2 separate regions of the Mus musculus genome follow, and region 2 is linked to region 1. The links are chromatin contacts, called in public Hi-C maps. All regions are on one chromosome and are shown on one strand. The core of a region is the stretch at or near the end of the contact, and the rest is flanking DNA. Distances in the headings are between cores, read along the strand shown. Region 1 overlaps Adgrl2 (adhesion G protein-coupled receptor L2). Region 2 overlaps Gm30382 (a long non-coding RNA gene).

Evidence for each region. A called contact is a pair of places that touch in the nucleus more often than the background predicts.
Region 2: a Hi-C map of liver shows a contact between it and region 1, with 2.0 times the contacts expected there. The contact joins two enhancer-like sites. A contact is called at or near these places in 1 of 15 datasets of contacts at CTCF or cohesin (the NIH/3T3 cell line) and 1 of 484 Hi-C or Micro-C datasets (liver).

The regions. Positions count from the first base shown.
Region 1 is chr3:148,896,653-148,901,162 of GRCm38.p6, forward strand. The region is part of intron 1 of Adgrl2 (adhesion G protein-coupled receptor L2); the gene reads right to left. Among named protein-coding and RNA genes, the nearest start is that of Adgrl2, 56 kb to the right of the region's middle. Within about 2 kb of position 2,094, at least 31 of the 459 cell types and tissues checked have an H3K27ac peak or open chromatin away from gene starts, as enhancers often do. A contact at or near this core is called in liver, where this site is marked.
Region 2 is chr3:149,435,227-149,439,736 of GRCm38.p6, forward strand. All of the region lies in intron 1 of Gm30382 (a long non-coding RNA gene), which reads right to left. It overlaps A630039O03Rik (a long non-coding RNA gene), which reads left to right. Exons shown (of 6, transcript XR_376220.3): 1 at 1-4,510. Among named protein-coding and RNA genes, the nearest start is that of Gm30382, 8.1 kb to the right of the region's middle. Within about 2 kb of position 1,920, at least 47 of the 459 cell types and tissues checked have an H3K27ac peak or open chromatin away from gene starts, as enhancers often do. A contact at or near this core is called in liver, where this site is marked.

The sequences.
Region 1 (4,510 bases), core at 844-3,343:
CAACAAAGAGCACGCTTTGTTGGACTTGAAGCGAGTGGGGACAAGCACTTTGCCTTTCTGCCCTTGGCTCTATTCAGACTTGAACACAGTGCTGTGGGAATCGTGTCTATAAAAGGGGCTCTTATTAACCAGAATATAAAAGTTTCAAGGTCTCTCCCTGGTGCTGCTTTTCTTAATAACTCTGAACTAACCCAGAGTCACAGATGCCACTGCTCATGCTGTACTCGGGTCCTAGCAGGAACGGTGACTTTTCATTATCAGGGACCTCTGTGGGACCGGGGCTGTGACTTCAAGCTGTCCTGAGACATTAACTCGGGCCACCATTTATTAAGAGTGCTGGCCTATGAAATCTCTGAATGGCTTCCATTCGCATATGTTAATGAGGTCTCTTCCTGCAATGGAAGAGAGCTAAGAGCAAGGCTCGAAGAGAAATTAGTTCACTAATAGTTCAACAGTTCCATTTACCTCTGCATATTCATGATGTCAATGAAACACAACGTCTCAAATCTCAAGAGCTTAATAAAACTTCCCGTGGCTAACGGCAGGGTGTTAGAAACATAATTTCATGTAAGTTTGTGGGAGCTCGATGCTGCTTCGGTTTCTTGACTACTCTAGTTATTAAAATACCCCCATCAGGGCTGATGAGATAGCTCACTGGTAAAGGTGCTCCTCTGAAACCCTGAGTTCAAAGGCTGGGACCAACGTGGCAGACAACTGACTCACGAAAAATTATTCTCTGACGTCTGAGACACACCATAGCATATCTGCACATTCACACACACACACGCACACGCACACGCACATGCACACACGCACGCGCGTGCATAAAGAGGAACCTCTAAAGCATCAGGGTTTCTGTGTCCACTGATACACAATCTCTTTGAGGTGTCTATGCACTGAGAATCCCAAACCATGACACATAACACTATAAACAGCATTCACCTTTGGCCTTATTGTCAACACTAACAATAAAGATAAAAAGTGTACAACTCCCATGGGCTAGCGTAAACATACTGGTATAAAAAAAAAAAATGGAAGTCTTTATGTGTAGGGTCTTTACATGAACCCCAAACACAAAGAGGGTGTTCAAGAAAAAAAAAAAGCAATTGTTCAATTTAAGGTCATGAGATTACACAGCTCAACCCAGAAGCCTGGCCCGCTTTAGTTTCTTCAGCCTTGTTACGTTTATTTAATTCCGTGTCTGGATGTGGGTGTAGGCCAGAAGACAACCTGTGGGAGTTATTCCTCTTCTTCTCCCATGGGGATCCCAGGGATGGGACTCACATCCCAACTTACCAACGGATTCATCTTGCCAGGCCCTGCCTTTACTTCTGGTGTCATTTGGGTTTAGAATCGAGCTGTTTATTCTAGATAAATAAAAAAACTCAACTGGATGTTTAAAAACCACAAAGCATTAAAAAAAAACTTTATTACTTTTAAATCTTAACAGTAACTTAAGTAAAATCAATTTAAATCCAAAAATGCTATAATTATCTTTGGAAATATATTTTTTTTAATTTTTGAAAACTCTATAATTATGTAAAGTTAAGTATCACTAATCTTGGTCACCTTCTGGACGCGCCAAGGTAAAATGTTAAGACTCCGACCAGCTGATAGGTCAATATTAGCACTTCCGAGGTCCTCTCAGAATGCTGAGAAAATAACTCATTATTAGTCCTTTAAAAACCCTGGGATTAAATTACTTATTAGAAAGAAATTGATCCCACTCTTGTAAAAACTTCTAAATTACCCACCACTGGGTAATAATTCACAAGTGTCATTAAAACACTGCAGTTTAAGTTATAAAATATGACAGGTTTAATCCTGAACTTTAAAGGAAAACCTCCCAGCAAGGATGTCTACAAAAATAACATTAGGCCTCAGGAAAAGCTGTTTCTTTTTGTTTTGTTTTGTTTTGTTTTGTTTTGTAAAGAGTCTTAGCATGCAACCACAACCTCTCCAAAGCTCAGAAACACAGGCTTCCAGATTTCCAATCTGCTTCAGAAACATTTCCAATGGACTGCACAGCAAGGCGCAGTTACCTTTGGACTATGAAGTTGCCTGGGGACTGCAGCTTATTTGATAGAACACTTACTTCCCTAGCATGCAGGAAGCCGTGAGTCCACACCACGGGACCTCATAACTTAGGTGCTATGGTGCATACCTGTACCCCAGCAATAAAGGAGGCAGGCGAAACAGAAGTTCATGGCCATGCTCACCTGTACATTCAGCTTGATGTCAGCCTAGGCTACATGCAACCCTGACTCAAAAGAAAAGGAAAAAGAACTCAACCAAAACCCAGCTCAAGGCTTCCCTGACAATGGGAGAGTCTGACCTCAGGCTTGCATACTTACACTGTGTCTTACTGCTCAGGACTACAGCGGAGTTAACATGAGTGTGGACCTGCGTCTGGGTAGTGTCTCCTTGGGAAGAGGGTCTTCATCTAACTCACCCTCTGAAGCCACGCCTACTGAAGGGTGGGGAGCTGGAGATCAAAGCCACTCCACCTTTCAGGTCATGAATTACAGGACAATAGATAGAAAGCAACGACCCACTTGTTTCTCTTCAAGGAAATAAAATATTCTTTACAACACTTCTGTTCCCAGTCAGCTACAAGCTAATAAGGAGTTAGCATCAGGAACGAAATCTTTCTAGGTCACTCACTTTGTGTGACTAAATGAAAGCTCTCCAGAGCATCTCTATAATTCATGCATTGTCAACAAAGAAACTAGAAAATAATCACAGAATAAATAAAGAAAAACGATTTCTTATCTCAGGGAGGGGACTGCCACCTCTCACTGAAGAACACAATCGATTTTTACAATTCCCCTTTACACCCATTTGTTATCAGAATCCCATTAATTCTGCGGCCTAGACTTGGAGAACTATGTCCTTCAAAGCAGTGACGTCAGAAGGAAGAACACAGACTGAAACTGACTTCTGCATCTAGTCAGGCACACCCAGCCGAGCAGACTAAGCAGGGCTCCATCCTGTCCTGGGACTTCATCTACACAGAGGGCAGGTCTCCCAGATCAAAGAGAGTACACATCTGAAGGGTTACTTCACCTCCTGCTGTATTCACATAGAAACAATACTTTTACCAAAATTCCAGGGGGTGGGGGGGGGGGGTGGGGAACAAAGGCAGAAAGCTACTAATCGCGACCTCATTTTTTAAAAGGTGAATGTAAAAGGGTCCCCACCAGAGACAACAGTGGATTTCCAATGTAGGACTTTCACATCAATGAAGTTTTATTAGGCAGTAATAAACTCTCCAGGTGTGAAGCAGTCCCACCTAGCTCAGGGAAGGCAGCTCCAGGAAGCCAATTAATGCAGACTCCAGAGTCTGTGCTAACAACTCTGAAACTACATCGAAGCCACCCACACATTTCTCTGTGTCCTGGGCGAGGAACCCTAGGGTGACTGCAGGCAACCTCTGCTGACTCATACAAGGGGCCTAAAGGGGGACAGCTCAGGAGGCTCCTTCTAAGGAAAGGAATCCCCACGGAACCCCGCAGAGCCCTGCCTTTCCAGTTAGCCATGCCAACCGTTTGCCAACGAGAAAAGTCCATCCAAGTTCTTCCACAGAGGGCCTACTGCTTTTAACTTTCCATCACATACACTTTCTTTTGTTGTTATTAATTTTGTTGTTGCTGTTCCACGTGTTTATTTTGAGACAAGGTCTCCTGTATTCAAGGCTGCCCTCGAATCCACTCTGTAGCAGTCACTGCCCTTACACTTGCCATCTTCCTGCCTCCACCTCCCCAGTACTGGAATCACATGCTGACCAGCTTAGTCCTACAGTGCTTGTAAAAGATATACCTGTTTTCCTTAAAATCCCAAAGGAGTATCGAACTTAGAATTTTCCCTTTCAAACGGTGAATACAAGAATACTACTGAAGACATCAGAAAAGGGTTTTCTGCTAAAAGGAAGAAAAGTCCAACCGGACTCCAAGAGGAAGCCAGGAAAGTTCTTGTGTCCTCGCCTAAGAAAAACTAACTTTGGAGACCCAAAACATGTTGAAATGTTTCCTTTTATGTCCACAAAACAGTGTGGAAATTTTAATTGATTAGTTTAAGATACGAAGTCACTGGTGGCACAATCAGATGCAAGGACTGTGTTCTAAAGGATGGTAGGAACTTGTGAGGAAAACTAGCCAAACTAGTGACATAACTGAACCGCACATATAAGATGCTCCTGAGCAATGTCACTGCTGTGCTATTTGCTTACTGGTACTGCTGACCTAATCAAAACCTCCAAGATGCCCCAAAAAAGTAAAAGGAGAGGATCAGCAGGCCTCACTCCCTCCCTTCAGAATACAAAGGCAGGAAATGGCCACAAGGAAACACACTACTCTGTATGCAAACTTCAAAACAAAACAAAACAAAATAAGGACAACAATATTTTAAAATTTCACCTCAAGTAAAAACAAGCATTTCTTTACTGCTCAGTCACTTTTCCTGCTGTATTTGTGTCTGGCAGGCTCTGATGTCTTTCTTAGATCACTCTGGA
Region 2 (4,510 bases), core at 670-3,169, 540 kb after region 1:
AGACACTGAGATTGTTCCTGAAGCCAAAAGCACCCACAGCAAGGAAAAGGACATGTTTAGAGGTGAGGTAACTGGTTTTGGACGCCTCAGTTCAGTGACTGCTACAGGAACATTGACGTGGGCACGTAGGGACCCATCGCAAATGGCCCAATACGAGCAAAAGGTGCATCTGCCTTTCGGTATTCACACTGACTGTGGACAACTCGGTGTTTGTTTGTGTTCCACCAATTTGCACTTATTCAAGTTAGCATCAAACACACTTTTAAAAGTTCAACAAATCAAAAGAGCTAATTGCTTGCCGCTAGCTACGTTTATTTTCAACCTATGTGTCCTAATCACAGAAACACGACGGAGATGTCAAAATTCCAAAGGGTTTATAGGCACTGTGAGTGTCCCGAGAGCTAGGAAATGGCTATAAAAGAACAGAGATTATCTGTGACAACTCCGGGCTTTAAAACAGTGTGGATGAGCTGGGAACCACCTCAGGGAGAAGTAACCTCAGGCCCCGTGTGGCTGGCCGATCAGCTGCCACCTATTATTAATTCATTATAACTTACCACTTTATTTTGCAGATAAAATTGTCATTTATGTCATTCCTAAAACCAAATGACATTATAAAAGACACCCAGTGCTAAGAGAATCAGCTGAAGTATCTCTATATAGGCTAGGTTAAAAAAGGCGAGAGTCTGATTTTTTTTTTTTTTTTTTTTGACAGAAATCTCTTGGAATGCTCTCACGCTGAGGCCAGTTTGTAGACTTGTGCCTCACACTTATTCAACGATATCGAATCACGTGAGCATACTTCTACAGCTAATCAGGAATTTTTTTTCTAATTGAATTATGACCTTTAATCCACCTTCCTCTTGATTATGAATGACGTTGACCTTTACCTAATTTAAAGCAGACACTCTCATGCAAAATTATGCAAACGACACATGTAAATTCTGAATCACACTAAAGATGAGCCTAATGGACCGCTGAGAAATGGTTTCAGAAGTGTTCATCCTGGGGCCCAGTGAGGGCTGGGTGAGTGAGGGAATTCTCCAGCCTGTGGAAAGCTGCAGAGACCTAGTGCTGTTTATATATTTCCAGCTTCTATTTAGAAAACTAGCATGTCAATCAATACACACATCAATTTTGATTATTTTCCTCAGCGTTTTATGGCATTCAGGAAATGATCACCATGTAATGAAGTCAGATGAAATTATTTTTTAGGAGAGTTGGTGCACTGTGCCTGAATATTCAATTCATTTCCATTTCGGATCATCGTAGGCTACATAGAGACCCCGTGAAAGTCAGCTATGGCGCGTGGGGCGAGTTCACTTCCTGATACTGTTTCATCTCATTAAAGAGGAACTTCATGCCCATAGCAGCTGGCAGCCAGCAGTGTTGCTCAGATATATTTAGAAACTACTGTCTCAAGGAAAAAAGTTGAAAGAAGAAAAGAAGCATATTTGCATCCAGAACAAGATGAGCCCTAACTCTTTATTCTCCTTTCTTGCCTTGCCTCTCCCTCTCCGTTGTCTTTAGATCAATAAAGATGATTATGAGTGGACACCGCTTAAGGGGAGAGCAGTTTTGAGCATGCACTTATAGAGCAGACTCCTATAATCCATGCTGCCCTTCTCCGGTCATTCCATTCTACTCCAAGCAGGTATTACAAATGAGATACCACTGTTCATCAAATTATCCTTATTTTTCTTTATGTACAAAAGCATAAAAATGTTGTAAAGCTTGAAACACATGATCCTTAGTCTGTGTCTTATTTCATGCTCATTGGTGCACGCACACGCGCACACACACACACACACACACACACACACACAAACAGAGATTATGTCACAGTAGTAGGTGACTGAGGGCATTTCGCTGTCAGAATTCCTCCAAACAGTTCCTGGCAGAGAAGGATCTGCTTTTGTGACTAACATTGGGTGGCAGTGGTGGTGGCGGCAGATTGCTCTAAGTAAAATAAACAGATTGACCCCGACAGATAATAGCATTTTGCACTGCCAAATACATGTTTATCTTTTGCTATTGGCATAATGGCCCTGACAGTGCTCTTAATGTAATCTTTCTTAGGAAATTAAACAGGTTTTAATGATATGCTTATAATGGATTGGGGACAGAGTTCTAGGGAGAGAAATATCGATACTAGATGTTTGGGGGAGAATACATACATGAAGCAATGTCGAGAGGAATCAATGAACATCAGGAAGAAATCAATGGCAGTCTGTGTTTAAGGAACTCATTAACATAGTGCTCAGAGAGATCGCCAAAAGCCCACAAAGCTATGGGAGTTCTCGACATTCACCGTGCCTCACACACAGAATTCTTAGGAACAAGTCTACATCTGCCTAATTCAGAGTTCTCAGAAGTTGCCAGTCTGCCTTTCGAGCTTGGGTTCTGCAAACTCCCTGTAGTCTGGACAGATGCTGTTTATCAACTGGACTAAAAAAATAATCTGCAACCAGTGCTCTCTCCTGACGTGGCTGGGAACAGGGGTCAGCGTCTCTCCTGGCATGGCTGGGAACAGGGGTCAGCGTCTCTCCTGGCATGGCTGGGAACAGGGGTCAGTGCTCTCCTGGCATGGGTAGGAACAGGGGTCAGCGTCTCTCCTGGCATGGCTGGGAACAGGGGTCAGTGCTCTCCTGACGTGGCTGGGAACAGGGGCCAGTGCTCTCCTGGCATGGGTAGGAACGGGGCCAGTGCTCTCCCCTAGTGTGTCTGGGAACAGGGGCGGGTGTTCTCCCCTGGCGTGGCTGGCAACAAGCAACCACTGCTCTTCTCTGGCATGGCTGTGAACAGGGGCCAGTGCTCTTCTCTGGCCTGACTCGGAACAGGGATGTACATACTAATTTCAGAGCCACAAAGTCCAGAGAAGTGATTCAGCTGGCAGGAGCATTGGCTGCTCTTCCAGAGAACGTAGAGATGATTCTTGGCACCCATATGGCAGCACACAGCCCTCTGTAACTCCAGGTTCAGGGATCCACGGCTCTCTTCTGACCTCTAAGGGCACCAGGTACATGTGTGCACACATGAACTCAAATATATAAAATAAAAATAACTGAATTGAAAGAGCCATAGACATGAACTCAGACCGGTCCAGAGTCATTAGGCCCAATGATGTTAAATTGAGTCCAGAGAAGCCGAGTTAGGGGAAACTGTTAATTTTAATCAAAACGATAACTGTGACATCTAGCACCGGAAGAACCTTTTGCTCTTGGCTTCGGTGGGTGTGTCACACTGAGCTGAGGTCCAGAGAGTTTTAAATCCAAAGGACTTGAGGCTCTTTATTAGTAACAGATTAGAATCAGCCCTTCCTTGCTCCATAAAGCTATTTTCTAAGCTACAAAATGAAACATCGGAATTGTTTTGTCTATGAATGGCATAGAGCAAAGCATGAATATAATTTTTTTACAGAAAAAAAATTGCGTGGGGAGTAATCTCAGCATAGGATTAGGCCGACAGCAGCTGCTTTCATTCCCTGCCATAAAGCAGAGAGGTGGATATCGTGAAAATTTATCGTCCAGATGAGGAAACAGGTCTGGCGAGATGAGATGGCGCCCCATCGGAATTTTAGCATGTCCGATGAAATGGCACCCCTGATGGGATTCTAGCAGGTCCCTGTCGGTAGTCAGCCAGCTGCTTTGTGCTTCCCTTGAAAAATCCATTCCTGTGATTTAAAATGCCTATTTTTCCCCCTCTCTTTTCTTAGTCAAGGATGTGAAACTTTAAACTATGGCCACACACCCCTCTCGTTAATTAGAAAGATGCTCACAGAGTCACCTGCAGTCCTTGCTCCATCCCTGCCTGAATCCACTAAAATCCCAGTAGCCAGGTTGCAATGCTTTTTTTTTTTTCCTCTCACAAGCTAATCAAAAGGATTTCATGATAGTGTTTTTCATCCCTGTGACTGAAGGAGGAAAAATGAATCCATGTGGAGCGCCTGAGCTTTGCTATCCAGCCATACTGAGTCCCCTTCGCTCAGTGTCTTTACCCACCCAGAGTCTTGGAAAACACCACGAGATTTTTGATTCCTCTCCGTCTTGGTCCCCAGAAGGAGTTAGGAAACCCTTCTACTATCTGGGTACCGTTGCTGTTTGTCCCACTCTCTGCTGTGGGTTGTTCCTTTCTAGGTATCACCTTGAGGCCATATCTTATTGCAGGTATCCAGCATTTTCCCAGGAGCATGCACGCAGCAAAAGCTTTGTATTACGGTGCACCCGAGCCCATGGCTTCCACTCTCTTCCTCTCCACCTGCCCAGTTGATGTCCGCGAATTCCTTTTTCGAACTTGGCTCATGGTCACAAATGCTCTCTGTGGACTTTGTTACAGGATTTCTAATTCCATCCATCTACAGCAGAGTATCCTCCTACCCTAGTGCTTTCCCTGGCCTTGTCTCCTCTCAGGACCAAAGCTTCGGGACAAAGAGTATGCTGTGTTTAAGATTAATTACTATTGGCACGTCACTGAAAGTTATGAAGATTTGATAGTACAAGTTAACAAGCTG